2 separate regions of the Mus musculus genome follow, and region 2 is linked to region 1. A link is a contact called in public HiChIP or PLAC-seq data. All regions are on one chromosome and are shown on one strand. The core of a region is the stretch at or near the end of the contact, and the rest is flanking DNA. Distances in the headings are between cores, read along the strand shown.

Region 1 (7,619 bases), core at 262-2,761:
TTGTAGTAAGAGAACAAAAAAAAAAAAAGTCATAAACGATGGCTCAGAGATTATGAGCACTTGGTGACCTTGCAGAGGTCCCAGGTTCAGTACCCACATGGGGCTCACAACCTCCTCCACATTCCAGGGTCTCAGATCTCTTCTGGCTTCTCTGGGCATTAGGCACACACTTGGTGTACCTATATACAACCAGTCAAATACTCATTCATATATGTAAAATAAAAACAAACCTTGAAAATGAAACACACACACAAATCTGCTTTTTCTAAAAAGCATTATGCATGTCTTCTACACTTTGGCTCTTACTTCTACACTGCTGACTCCTAGCCTACTTCATGCCCAGCCCAGCCTCCATAATGCAGTCATCCTGCAGCCTCCGAGTGTAGAGTGCTAAGATTACAGGACAGTCGTGTGCCACCACAACCTGCAGCACTACTTTAATACATAAAGCTTGATTTCTAAACTTAACCTTAAATCTGTGCACTAGAGACAGACATGGGATCACTAGGTCACTTTAACTATTCTTCTGCTTAATGTAACCAATGTGTGGAGTCTCACCCTCTGGTTCTCTTTTCTTTTTTTACCAAATGATGTGTGTGTGAGGGGGGTTAGGTGGAGAAAGTAGCTCACTGGGGAAAAAGAATTTTGTCAAAGGCCTATTCTTTCTATTCAAAAATTTTTTTTAAAAAGAAAAAGGAAAAGGAAAAGGAAAAGGAAAAGGAAAAGGAAAAGGAAAAGGAAAAGGAAAAAATTATAGGGATTGTTGGCTGTCTGTGTGTGCACCAGGAGGCCAGAGGGGGAGCAGTGGATTCCTAGGAACTGCATTTCCTGGCAGCTCAAAGCCACAGTGTGAATGTGGATAGTGGGAACCCAACAGTGCTCATCCACATCTCAGTCCCTCCGCTTTCTGCTTTTCACCTCACTGGTCTCTACAGGAGGCTACTGGTTGAGGCTGGCCCTTGACTGTTTGGATGCAGAAAACTAGGCTTCTGACCTAAAACCTCTTTAGAGCACACCTTTCTGCTCCTAGCACAGGCCAGCCTCCAACTTAGCCACACATATGGACCCCAATAGTTATGTAAACTGACAATAGAAATTGAATTCGGTTTAGTTCTTTTGTTTGTTTGTTTTTTGTTTTTAAATTCCTTTTCTGTTTTCAGCTCCAGCTCCATATAGAAAATATAACACGGGGAGGAAATGATCAGAACACCTGGTGTCTGGGGTGAAACTAAGGCTTAAATCCCTGCTTGGATGACTGGGACCACACTAAACAGCTTACCCCTATTCCCTGGCTTTCATACAGTTCCCTCTACTCAATAAAAGCAATTGCTACTACTGCGTAGGGCGACATAAATACGTTTGGTCCCAGTTTGGGCCAAAATGTACATAAATTCATTTTCCCGTTTTCTCTTACTCCTTGGAGTTTTTCTCCTCTCACAGACCACTTACCAGCTACTCAAACACTAAGGGACCAGAAAGCAGCGCGGTCGCCCTCAACAAGCACAGCACATTGATCTTAGGCTCGGATCCTGCAGCGCCCATGCACTGACTCCTGCCCAAACTGTGTCCCTGAACACACAACGTTCTCGAACGATGTGGCAAAATCCCACAGCAGAGCATATCGGTAAGTGACAAAACAGAAGCGAAAACCCCGCAAGAGAAGAACGAAAACAGGGCTGATGCCCACCTGCAGCCATCAGGCAGCACAAACCGCGGCGCGACAGCCCGGTGTCCTGCCAGCCTGACGGTCACTCACCTCACGCTGCAACTCACAGAGCCCGGCACAAAGCACGTGGGGCACCAAGTCCACCCGCAGACATGCACAACCCCAACGGTCCAGCCTCCAAGCACAAGCGGTCCTAGCAGGAAACTACATCTGGATCCAAGAAGTTGCGCGCCCCTAGGTCACTTCCGGTTGTTTTGTAATGGTTATCACGGCTTACACGCCTCCCACTTGGGGGACGGCGCGCGTGCGCGCTACCACTGGCAGAGGTAAATCTTGCCAATACTTACTATGGCTCATCTAGTGGTTCTTGCTCCTTCAGAAAGTACCAGGGCCGCACTCACGCTCCAGTGATAAGGAAGCCATCATCAAAGTGCCTCAGTTCCTTACAACCGGGCAAGACTGGTGGAAGGTGATGTACTGAAAGCCCAAGGCTGTCTCACGTGGCCACGGGAGTTGTTGCCTACCAGTATTTGTAACTACTTCTAGGAGTCTGAAATTGTATCCTCATAAAAATACCTTTTCTAGTGATTTTTAAATTTTTATTAGACTTATTTCATATATTTTGCCTGCATGTATAATCATGCCCCCCGTGCATGCCTAGTGGTTGTGGAGGTCAGAAGAAAGGGTAGGACCCCCTGGGATTGGAGCTACAGATGATTTTGAGTCCTTGTCTGGGTGCTGTAAATGGAAGCAACTGCTCTTGGCCAATGTCTCTCCTTTTCTTTGCCTTTTCCCTTTATTTTCACCCGACCTTAAAAGGGTTCTCAATTATTTATTTTTGAGATTGTCTCACTTTGTTGGCGTGACAGGCTTGGAACTAGCCATGGAGATCATTCTGGCTTTGCACTCTCAGACATCTCATGGCCTCTGTCTTCTGAGTGCTAAGATTAAAGTTGTTTACCACCACACCTGACCTTTTCTCATTTTTCAAAGATTGAAAACTAGGAAGGATTATCAGGAAACATGAAAGGAAAGCCATATGGAAGATTAAAAGAGAAAATATGAGATGAACCATCATGTGCTTCTGGCTGGAGGAATCTCATGATCCCCAGAGAACAGAGCTCTCTTCTTGCTGAGAAGTAAACTTTCCTTTTTAAGTTGCATAATAAAAACAATTGCAGAACTAGGTGTACATTAGAAATAATGGTAAATGGGGAGAGACAATAAAATAGGGAATGCATCCAGCACTGTAAATAAATCAGTAAACCTAATGTAGAATATGAGACTAAAGCCAAGGATAATGTGAGGTGTCTACACATAGGGTAAGTATTTGCACTCTAGCCCTGGATGGTCTAGAACTATTTAGGCCAAGCTGGCCTTGAATTTAACTCTGATCTTCTTGTCTATACTATTCAAATGCTAGGATTACACAGCAATGTGTCATCGTGGCCAGTTCACAGATGGTCTAGATCTTCCCACTGAGAACAGAATGCAGGGTGGAGGAACCACTCTGGAAATCAGTTTGGTGGTTCCTCCGAAAATTGGACATAGTACTACCGGAAGATCTAGCAATGCCTCTCTTGGGCATATACCCAGAAGATGTTCCAACTTGTAATGAGGACACATGCTCCACTATGTTCATAGCAGCCTTATTTATAATAGCCAGAGGCTGGAAAGAATCTAGATGTCCATCAACAGAGGAATGGATACAGAAAATGTGGTACATTTACACAATGGAGTACTACTCAGCTATTAAAAAGAATGAATTCATGAAATTCTTAGGCAAATGGATGCATCTGGAGGATATCATCCTGAGTGAGATAACCCAATCACAAAAGAACACACATGGTATGCACTCACTGATAAGCAGATATTAGCCCAAAAACTTAGAATATCCAAGATACAATTTGCAAAACACATGAAACTCAAGAAGAAGGAAAACCAAAGTGTGGATACTTTGTTCCTTCTTAGAATGGGAAACAAAGTACCCACAGAAGGAGTTACAGAGACAAAGTTCAGAGCTAAGATGGAAGGAAAGACAATCCAGAGACTACCCCGCCCGGGAATCCATCCCATATACAACCACCAAACCCAGACACTATTACATATGCCAGAAAGATTTTGCTGACAGGACCCTGACATAGCTCTCTTGTGTGAGTCTATGCCAATGCCTGGCAAATACAGAAGTGGATGCTCACAGTCATCTATTGGATAGAATACAGGGCCCCCAATGAAGGAGCTAGAGAAAGTACCCAAGGAGCTAAAGGGGTCTGCAACCCTATAGGAGGAACAAGGATATGAACTAACAAGTACCCCACCCCCAAGAGCTGTGTCTCTAGTTGCATATGTAGCAGAGGATGGCCTAGTAGGCCATCAGAGGGAGGAGAGGCCCTTGGTCTTGCATAGATCATATGCCCCAGTACAAGGGAATGCCAGGGCCAGGAAGCAGGAGTGGGTGGGTTGGGGAGCAAGGCTGGGGGAGGGTATGGGGGACTTTTGGGATAGCATTTGAAATGTAAATGAAGAAAATATCTAATATAAATAAATAAATAATAAAATAAATAAAAAGAAAAGAAAATTTCTAAATAAATAAATAAAAGTATATCTTCTGAGAATTTTCTGTTCAATCCCATTTCTCGTGGTTTTATTGTTTGGGGTTTTTATTTATCTATTTATGGTTTGGGGGTTTTGTTTTGTTTTTTTCTGTTGTTGTTTATTTGATTTCTCTTTCACACTCTTTTATTTCTTTTGAACATTAAGCCCTGATTCATCAGGACTACAATCAGGCAGCTCAGGATCTTTCCCATGGGTTGTCAAAGTGTTCCTCTCTGGGAGGAACAGGCTGCAGCTTCAGCTGCACCCAGGTACCCTCTTCTTGTGGTTTTCTATTTTCTGACTATTTCCCTTTACCCTTTTCAGGACACTATCTCAACTATTAGGAATGCTTATTTTCATTTTGCTGAAAGTTAAATGTATGAAATATGTTTAAGACAAAGTATAAAATTTATTGTGAACCTCTACACAACCATTTTAAATGCAAATTTTAATTGTAAATAGGTTCATATTTTGATTAATTTGGGTGTGTTATTGTTGTTTGCAAGCTTTGTGCTTTTTAATTAATTATTTTATTAGTTACATCCCACATGCCCCTCCTTCAGGTTCCCCCTCCTAGACTTCTTTCCCTCTCCCCTCACCTCTGAATGGGTTTCCCACCCTCTACCCCAGGCATAACCTACCCCTGGAGCATCAAGTCTCTACAGGGTTAGCCATATCCTTTCCCACTGAAGCTGGATGAGGTAGTCTCCACTACATTATATGCCAGGGCCAAAAAGTCCAGTGTACCCATGATATGCCCACAGACCCTAAGAAGTTAAACAATAAGTGCTTCAACCCCATTTAGAAGGGGAATAAAATAATCAGTCATGGGAAGCAGAGGGAGGAAGAATGGTAGGTGGAGAGATGGAGGGAAAAGTGGGGGAAGGATCAGGTATGGGCAGAGACAGGAGAAAGAATGGAAATATGAAGCTGCCAGAGGGTGGGTAGTTTGGTTGGGTGGTGTGGGGAGAACAACTTGAAAATCCCAGAGACCTGGGAGGTGAGAGGCTCCCAGGGCTCGATGCAGGTGACCTTACCCAAAATGCTCAAGAATGGGGAGATGGAACCTGAAGAGACCATCTCTAGTAGATATACAGGGCCCTCTTGGAGGGACGGGGTCACCAACCTACTTTTAATTTTTTTGACCCAGAATTGTTCCTGTCTAAAAGAAATGTAGGGACAAAAAAATGGAGCAGAGACTGAAGGAAAGGCCACCCAGTGACTAACCTAACTAGGGATTTATCCCATGGGTGGGCACCAAACTCTGACACTATTGCTGATGCAAGCTTTCCTTCCTTGCTTTCTTCCTTCCTTCCTTCCTTCCTTCCTTCCTTCCTTCCTTCCTTCCTTTTCTTTCTTTCTTTCTTTCTTTCTTTCTTTCTTTCTTTCTTTCTTTCTTTTTTGGCAGAGTCTCACTCTGTAGACAAGGCTAGCATTGAGTTTACAAATATCTCTCTCCTTCTTCTCTCATGTATTGGGATTAAAGGAGTATTTCACACTATGCCTGGCTTCAAGTTGTTATTGTTGTATGACAAAGATAATTTTTTAAAAAGAATGTTATATATGCTCAATATGCATATTAATTCTATTGCAGCAATCTTGTCCTTAGCCAGGTGAAGTGACACATGACTTTAGTCCAAAAACTCACGAGGTAGAAACAGGCAAATATCTGTGAAGTTGTGGCCATTCAGATCTACATAGTGAGTTTCAGGTTTCCATGGTATGTTCAGAGAGACTCTGTGTCAAAAAACAAAACAACAAACAAATACCATTATTGCCCCTGACTTGCTCATTTACTACACTGACAACAGCATGCTGAGGTGCACTGTAGACTCTCATACTTCTGCCATGGTGACATTTATGGGGCATTACTTTGTGAACAACACCCATTCCTCTTTTATCAAAATACCACTTTTCCTATAAGTTCTTCTATATTTGACTCCATGTTTTCTTAGAGGCCTAAACATAGAAGGCACCTCCCCTCTTCTCCTTTGTCATTTTAGAGAATTACTGCAAAATGATGCAAACATTTGTTCCTTTTTTGATTTCTTAGTATACTCTGGATCTATGATGTACAGCCAGCTGTACAGTTAGCAGTGATTTTTCTTGCATTCTCTATGCTGTCTCTTCACTTGACTAACCATTTCCTTTGTTTTACAGAGCTTCTGAACTTTGTGAAGTTCATTAGCTGGGTGTCACTATTACTTCCTAAGGAACAGCATCCCCTCTACCTATATCCTGAATAATTTTCCTTATGTTTTCCTCTAACAGTTTCAACTTGGATTCTCTTACATTGAAGCTTTTAGATTTACATACCTAGATTAGGAAAGATTTTTTTTCAGGGTGAAAGATAAAGATCTATCTGCACTCTTTTTTTTAAATTTATTTATTTTATGTATATGAGTACACTGTAACTGTTTTCAGACACACCAGAAATGGGCATTGGATACCATTACAGATGGTTGTGAGCCACCATGTGGTTTCTGGGAATTGAACTCAGAACCTCTGGAAGAGCGTCTGTGCTCTTAACCAATGAGTCATCTCTCCAGCCCCTGTTTTCATTTTTATACATGTAATATCTCCAGTGAAACTTTGTCAGTGTTATTGAAAGTGGCTTGGAAAGCCTATGCTGAAAGAGGGTGTATGTATGGCCTTCTTCATAGGAGACCATTCATCATCTACTATCTGCAAACTCAGTTTGGGAAGGCTAGTTGCAACAACCTATACTAAGACCCATGAGTCCACTCAAGATGTTTTCAGAGGTAAGAATGACCTGTGGGATTTCACAGAACAGAAGAGCACAGAGAGTTAGTTTCCAGTGCCATTTGGGAAAGTGCACCTTTAGCTTGTGGGAGCAATTTTCTATCTAAAAAATCATCAATAAGATGTCATCATCACATTCTGTGTCTCTCAGTATATAATTGACTGAAGTTGAATAAGATCACAAGTTGACCCAGATATTCGGTCTAGAGATTTCATACCCAGATTTTTACTACAAACTGAGTCATCTTACAGAGAACTTAAAGGTGAATATCTTGGGCTGGAGAGAGATGACCCAGCAGTTAAGAGCACTGACTGCTCGCTCTTCCAGAGGTCATGAGTTCAATTCGCAGCAACCACATGGTGGCTCACAGCCATCTGTAATGGAATTTGCCCTCTTTTGGTATGTTTGAAGATAGCTACAGTGCACCCATAGAAATAAAATAAACACATCTTAAAATAAGAAGGACATTCCTCCATTGTTGGTGGGATTGCAAGCTGGTACAACCACTCTAGAAATCAGTCTGGTGGTTCCTCAGAAAATTGGACATAGTACTACTGGAAGAACCGGTGGTTCTCATTAAAAAAAAAAAAAGAA
Region 2 (6,630 bases), core at 1,385-3,884, 1.1 Mb before region 1:
TGAGGGTCAACAGAGAGGATGGAAACAGCTAACTCTGGAGGTAGGGGGACACTCTAGAATGTACTGGTGACAGGGAAGTTGAAAGACTCTAAGGATTCAAAGGGAGGGATCTTGGATAAAGTGCTCTAGAGTGGGGAGTAGGAACTTGTAGAGTCCACTTCCAGTGGAGGAACATGATAAGTGGAGAGATGAGGTTTTGATCCCACAGTCAAAAGCTCTTACCCAGAATTGTTCCTGTCTGATGAAACTGCAGGGACAAAATGGAGAAGAGCAGGAGATAAAGGACATCTAGTGACAGGCCCAAATTGGGATCCATCTCACGGGGGTCCAGGGTCCTGACATTGTTAATGGTACTGTGATATGCTTGCAGACAGGATCCTAGCATGGTTGCCCTCTGAGTAGCCCAGCAAGCAGCTGAAAGAATCAGAGGCAAATAATAGCACTCAGCAAATAGACAGAAGTCTGGGACTGCCATGGTTGAATTTGGGAAAGCTGGAAAAATCTGAGGAGAAGGGTGGCCCCAGGGAAAGACCAGCAGTCTCAACTGACCTGGACCCTGAGATCTCTCAAGACACTGAGCCACCAAGCAGGCAGCATACAACCAACCAGGCAGCTGTTATGAGGCTCCCAACAGCAGAGGAATGCATCATTGGGCCTCAGTGAGAGAAGATGTACCTAACCATGAAATGACTTAAAGCCACAGAGATTGAGGAAGCCTGGTGGTGCTGAGTGGTGGGGTGTTGACATCCTCTTGGAGACCGAGGTCGGGGTAGAAGGTATGGTATGAAGAATGGTCACGGGGCAGACAGGGAGGAGGATGAAGTATGGACTGTAAAAAACAATTAATGAATAAATTTAAGTAAGTTTTAAAATTAAACAAAAAGCATTGCTTTGGAAATGACTCCCAGGTTCTCCTTGCCTGCAAATGGAAGGAAATCTGTCTTAACTCTTCTGCCTTGCCTCTTGTGATGGTTATTCTTGGTCGTCAAATTGGCTATACATGGAATTAGTAAAATTGCTACAGTTCCGGTACTGTGAAGGATTTTTCATGATTATATCTTTTTAAGTTGTAAACCCTCTTTTAAATCTGGATCTTCTGAAGTGATAAGAGATATATTTAATCTAGGCCACAGCTTCTAGTGGCAGACTACATTTATAAAGGTCACTGAAGATGGTAATTCTCTCTCCTGGTCTTCATATCTTACCCTGACCAGCAAGCTCAGTTTTTGGAAAACTGGCCTACTTATTCCTAATTGTTATGTAGACTGAAGTCCAGCAGTGTCATCCAGCCACATGGACTGAGCCACTACTATATTCTTCATCTGTCCATTTGCAGACAGCCATTGTTGGACTGGTTGGACCACAGCTTACAAGCCATTCCAATAAATCCACCTTCTACATATACAGAGAGATTCGATCTATCAGTTTTGTCCATTAGGATACCTTTATTAATACAGCTGTGGGTTTTTTCCTCTTCCCACTAAGGAAGATGTGCTGGCTAGCAATACTGTTGTGTAGAGTTTGTCATCTTTTTCCTGCTTTGCTCCCAGGGCTTTGTAAAATCTGATGCCTACCAGGTGAAACATAGCTGCAGTTTACCTGACCTGACCTGACCATGAAACCTCAGAACAAAAATCTTAGTGTTTCCTAAAAATCTCCTCAATTGTCAATATTCTGGGTGCCCTTCCCCTATGGGCTGGGTTGTTTATTTCACTGCAAGTTAAATAATGGGCCCTGCAAGCTATCTTCCTTGATTACAGGAGGGAGAAGGGAAGTGCTGGAAGACAGAAGCAAGACTTTCCCTCCCCCTGCTGCTTGAGGAATTCTCAGTTTACAGAAGCCTTTCCCTTCCCCCTGCTCCTTGCCCTTTCCCTGCTAATATAAACAAGCCTTTCCCTGCCAGTGTAAAGAAGCTCAAGACTGCCTGCCTCCTTCCCCATCTGAGAGGACTGACTAATGGTCAAAATGACCACAACTGCCATAGCAAGACTAGCTGTTCTCAAAATTAGCCATAACAATAAAAACGGTCCCTGGGACCCCGGCCTCAGTTTGAATTCTAAGATAAACCGACCTTGCTGACAGTTTCTGACATCGCTGGCTGACACCAAAAGTAAAAAACATAACTGTTACTTTGCTAGCCAACAATGATAAAGTTGTGTAACCCTCCCCCCAAGCCCCGCAAATGAAGAGTAGTAAAAAAAAAAAAAAAACCTTTACTGTAAGCAATCTGGGTTGACTCTCCCTGCGAGGCTGAGCAACCCTGTCCGCATCGGAATAAAAACCTCTCGCCATTGCAGCGATCTATTGTCAAGCTGTGTCTCTAGGGGTCGCGTTCTCAACATTTGGGCCCCTGGGGTCCTAGCATAACCACTTTGCCTTATCCCATCAGTGCACTCTCACCCTACTTATCTGGAAAACGGTAGGCCATGGAACAGCAGCATGGGCCAGGAATCACTAAACTGCGTCCCTTCAGCACACACTAACCTTAAGAGAGGTGCTTATGTCACTCGAGACTTGCTGACCAATCAAGGCCTCCAGTCTGACCTGCCAGTCAGAAGTGGAGGCGGGTGCTTCCCGGTGCTTTGCTGTTGGTTCCGTGCTGTATCCGAGGAGGAGTGTGGTGTGGTTTGTGTGTCCTGCTCTGTGTGCTACTGCTGGGTGCTGTGAGGGGAATTCATGCGAGCTCTGAATCCGCGACATGGTGAGTATATGGCAGCTGCTTCCAATGGGAAGGGGCAGGCGATTGAACAACTGGAGCGAGTATGGTGAGTCCTCCCTGGGGCTGAGTACACATCGCGAACCTCTGCTACACAGGGAGGGCTACTTGTGAGGTTGTTTGTGGTCTTAGCTGCTCTGAATAACTCTGCTCTGGGGCTTTATCTGCGCGAATATTTAAGCATGGGCTGGTGTGTTGAAACCTTCTTGGCAAGATGGCAAACACAGAAATGCCTAGTTTCTCCAGTATCTTCTACAATTTTGTTTGTTTGTCTGGTTGGTTGGTTCTTTATAACTTTTGGATATTAGCCCTTAATTGGCTATAGGGTTGGTGAACATCTTTTGTCAGTTTGTAGGCTACTGTTTTGTCCTATTGACAGTGTCCTTCCCTTACAGAAGCTTTTCATTTTTAAGAAATGTATTAACTGTTGGTCTTAGATCCTGAGCCATTGATGTTGTATTCAGGAAATTCTGTGCCCTGTACCCGTGCGTTCAAGGATATTTTTGCTTTGTCTGCTATTAGATTCAGTGTAGCTGGTTGTAATTGAGGTCCTTGATCCATCCTGTGCAGGGTGATTCTTCTATACACACTGCCAGTTAGACCAGAACATTTGTTCACAATGCTTTCTTTTCTATTCTATGGTATTGGCTTCCTTGCCAAAGAAGTGTCCATAGGTGTGTGCGTTCATTTCTGGGTATTTGATTCTATTCGATTGATCTGCCTGTCTGTACTGATACCATTTGGTTTTTATCACTATTGCTATGTAGTACAGCTTGAGATCAGGAATTGTGATGTCTCCAGAAGTTCTTTTATGGTTCAGGAATGTTTGGGCTATCCTGGGAGCGTTTGTTCTTCCAAATGAGGTAGAGATTTCCATTTTCTATTTTTTTTTTAGATTTATTTATTTATTATATATAAGTACGCTCTAGCTGTCTTCAGGCATACCAGAAAAGGGCTTCAGATCTCATTACAGATGATTGTAAGCAATTATGTGATTCATGGGATTTGAACTCAGGACCTTTAGAAGAACAGTCAGTAATTTTAAATGCTGAGCTCTCTCCAGCCTGAGACTTGCAACTTCAATGTGTGTAGAAAATTGTGTTTGAATTTTGAGGGGAATTGCATTGACTTTGTAGATTGCTTTTGGTACTATGGCCATACTGACTATGTTTTTTGGTTGTCTGTTTTTCAAAACTGGTTTTTCTGAGTGATGAGCTTGTGGTCCTAGGACTTGTTCCATCTACCAGGTTAGCCTTGAATTCAGAGAGTTCTGCCTGCCTCTGCCTCTCTGCCTCTCTGCCTCTCTGCCTCTCTTACTTTCAAGTGCTGGGATTAAAGGTGAGCGCCACCATACCCAGCTGCCAGTTTTTCCTGTAATCCTTGTTACTGTTTGAATTTGACTGAAGTTTGGGTGCAGGACTTACTTTCTATGAAGTAGAGATGACTGCACTGTACACTGATTGTGCCGTGTAATGTTCACAAAGAGGACCCTGTGCCTTGGAAGGAGAACAGGAAGAGATCTGGTGACTCCAAAGTTTGACTAAAATACATTTTCCCAGTCTAGGGCTCTCTCTGGCCAGAGGCTGGAAGGACAGAGCTAGGAAGGCCTCACTGTCTGAGCCTTTTGATCTTTGATCCCTTAATGGAGTAGCTGCTACTTTCCTGAGAACTGGTTGGTTGTATCAGCCAATGAAGCACTCTGGGTAAGCCAAGAAATTAGTAGTACCAGTGGGTGGGGACTTACAGGTTCATTCCAGGATTCTTCTCTAAAGTAGCTGTAGCTAGCTATGAGGGAGTCCAGAAACCATGCCATGTTCAGGCTGGGAGCCACTGTCACCAGACCAGGAAGAGCAGGTCCAGTTAGCTAAAGAGTGACATGTACTGAGAGCTAGATTGTGGTTTTGTTAATACATATGGTAACTTGAGCAAAGGCTCTTGGCCCTTGAGCCTCACTAAGTATGAATTCCCTAGGGAGGAGTAGCTCTGGCAATGGAAGTGTGTGGTACTTATAATATCTCCGTCCATGGTACACACAGAGGCATTGGTTTTCGGATGCAGTGGGAAGTCCACTGGAAACTGGAAGGTCTAGTTCCTAGAAGTTCTGACCATTGCATTCCACATTCTGTTTTGTGTGATAACTTTTCCCAACAGTTATGAAACTGGTAGAGAGAAGGTGATAGAGATCATCCTTCAGTAATATTTGATTGGAATCCTTTGAACTTTTCATGACCACCAACTGCAAAGATGTGATTCAAGGAAACTCAACTATTGGTCATAATAGGAGTTTTGAAGATGCAGAGGTTTTCCAGGTGTGCATGGTATTGTGAAGGTGGACATGTCAGATTCCACATCTTGTGACAAAATCCATGTGACAGGAAGTAGACATTAAACTACTGTTTAACATGACCTTGTGTGCAAATCAGTAGGACTGGGACTTCCTGAAACCTACTTCGGGCCCGAGGGTCTACAAAGCCAGACAGAGCTTACCTTTCTGATCACCTTCATTTCCAAAGAGCATGGAGCCTCTCAGTGTGGAAGACAGAGCAGCAGTAAGTGGAGAGCCAGAAATATGACAGTATAGACGCTTCTATGAGTTATTTTGTGGAAATTATAAACCCCATGCTCAGAGTTTAAGAGCAGCGACTGCTGTTCTGAAGGTCCTGAGTTCAAATCCCAGCAACCACATGGTGGCTCACAGCCATCCCTACCAAGATCTGACTCCCTCTTCTGGAGTGTCTAAATACAGATGCAGTGTACTTACATATAATAAATTAATAAACCTTTTCAAAAATAAAAAATGGCTAATCTACAACTAGAGTGGAAGAAAAGCAACTGCTGGGGAAAAGTAAAAACAAAGGCTGCGGTTGATGGAGAAAAACAGCACTAGGGAGTTTCCATGGTAGTCAAGTGCTGACACAGACAGGAGTTTTAAGCATGGTATCACCATTAAAGAGCAAGCCTTTGCTCTCCATTTAAAGCCGAACATGGTTCCCAAATGTATCCTGCTAAGACTTGGAGTAATGTAATGAGTAGACAACGTGTTTCAGAGTTCTAGGGAGCATCTATGCAAAAAGTGTTGGAATTGTGGACCAAGCACTGCAGGGTCCATCATAACAACTTGGAAGCCAAACTTGCCTCAATCACTTATCTTGTACTGGTTCTGGAATTAGGAAAGATGAAAAAGATAATGTCATGAATTCTTAGTGTGTGGTTTTAGCTGCTCACTTATTCCAGCCATCTGTGTTTGATAGAATCAGAGCTGCACTGAGGAGACTGTAAGACTTCCCTGCATGAAATTGTGAGGTTGACGCCTGAGTTGCAATTTGAGACCACAAGATGCTGACCCATCTGAGTGATGAGACATCTGCATGGACCGCTGTGTGTAGGGAGTGGAAGTAACCAAAGAGGAAGATTTATGAGAAGTTGAAGGAGTAGGGCCATCTAAGTCCTTTGAACCTGAAGCTGCATGAGTCTGAGACACAACTACAGGATTGGGTGTTTGTCCTGCTGGGGTTCTGTCTTGCTTTGGTTTAATCTTCTCTAACTTTATAATTCCTTTTTTTTTTTTTTGGAATGGGAATATGTATTCTATGCCTCTGTATGGTGGAAAGGTATAAATTGTTTTCTGATTTTACAAGATGTATCTGTCAAGAGAATGCCTTGACTGTCAACACAGAGTTTGGACATTCGAACAGGGTAAACATTGTTGCAGAATATAGGAATTAGTAAAGTTAGACTATAAATGTTTTCATCCTGCGATGACCATGAACTTACAGTGACTAGAGTTAGAATGCAGTCAATTGAAGGAAAAATCTTCCTATCTGTGATGATGTCTTTGCACATCATTTGTCCTTAATAACTATTTGCAGGGAAGTCTTTGAAGCTTGTATAAGAGGAAAGTTTCTAAATGAAAG

Evidence for each region. HiChIP or PLAC-seq counts read pairs in DNA pulled down with a chosen protein or histone mark.
Region 2: an H3K27ac HiChIP or PLAC-seq map of embryonic stem cells shows a contact between it and region 1, with 6 times the contacts expected there. The contact joins the promoter of Zfp975 here to the enhancer-like site in region 1. A contact is called at or near these places in 3 of 39 promoter capture datasets (cranial neural crest, embryonic stem cells and hippocampal neurons), 3 of 115 datasets of contacts at active chromatin or transcription factors (embryonic stem cells and large pre-B cells) and 1 of 9 other capture datasets (adipose tissue).

The regions. Positions count from the first base shown.
Region 1 is chr7:41,593,538-41,601,156 of GRCm38.p6, reverse strand. No RefSeq gene overlaps it. Among named protein-coding and RNA genes, the nearest start is that of Gm51480, 36 kb to the left of the region's middle. Within about 2 kb of position 1,511, at least 373 of the 459 cell types and tissues checked have an H3K27ac peak or open chromatin away from gene starts, as enhancers often do. A contact at or near this core is called in adipose tissue, embryonic stem cells and hippocampal neurons, where this site is marked.
Region 2 is chr7:42,688,722-42,695,351 of GRCm38.p6, reverse strand. Zfp975 (zinc finger protein 975) reads left to right here and starts at 2,634. Exons shown (of 4, transcript NM_001008427.1): 1 at 2,634-2,701. The coding sequence starts at 2,699. It overlaps Gm38998 (a long non-coding RNA gene), which reads right to left and starts at 2,502. Exons shown (of 3, transcript XR_001778103.2): 1 at 2,401-2,502; 2 at 223-829.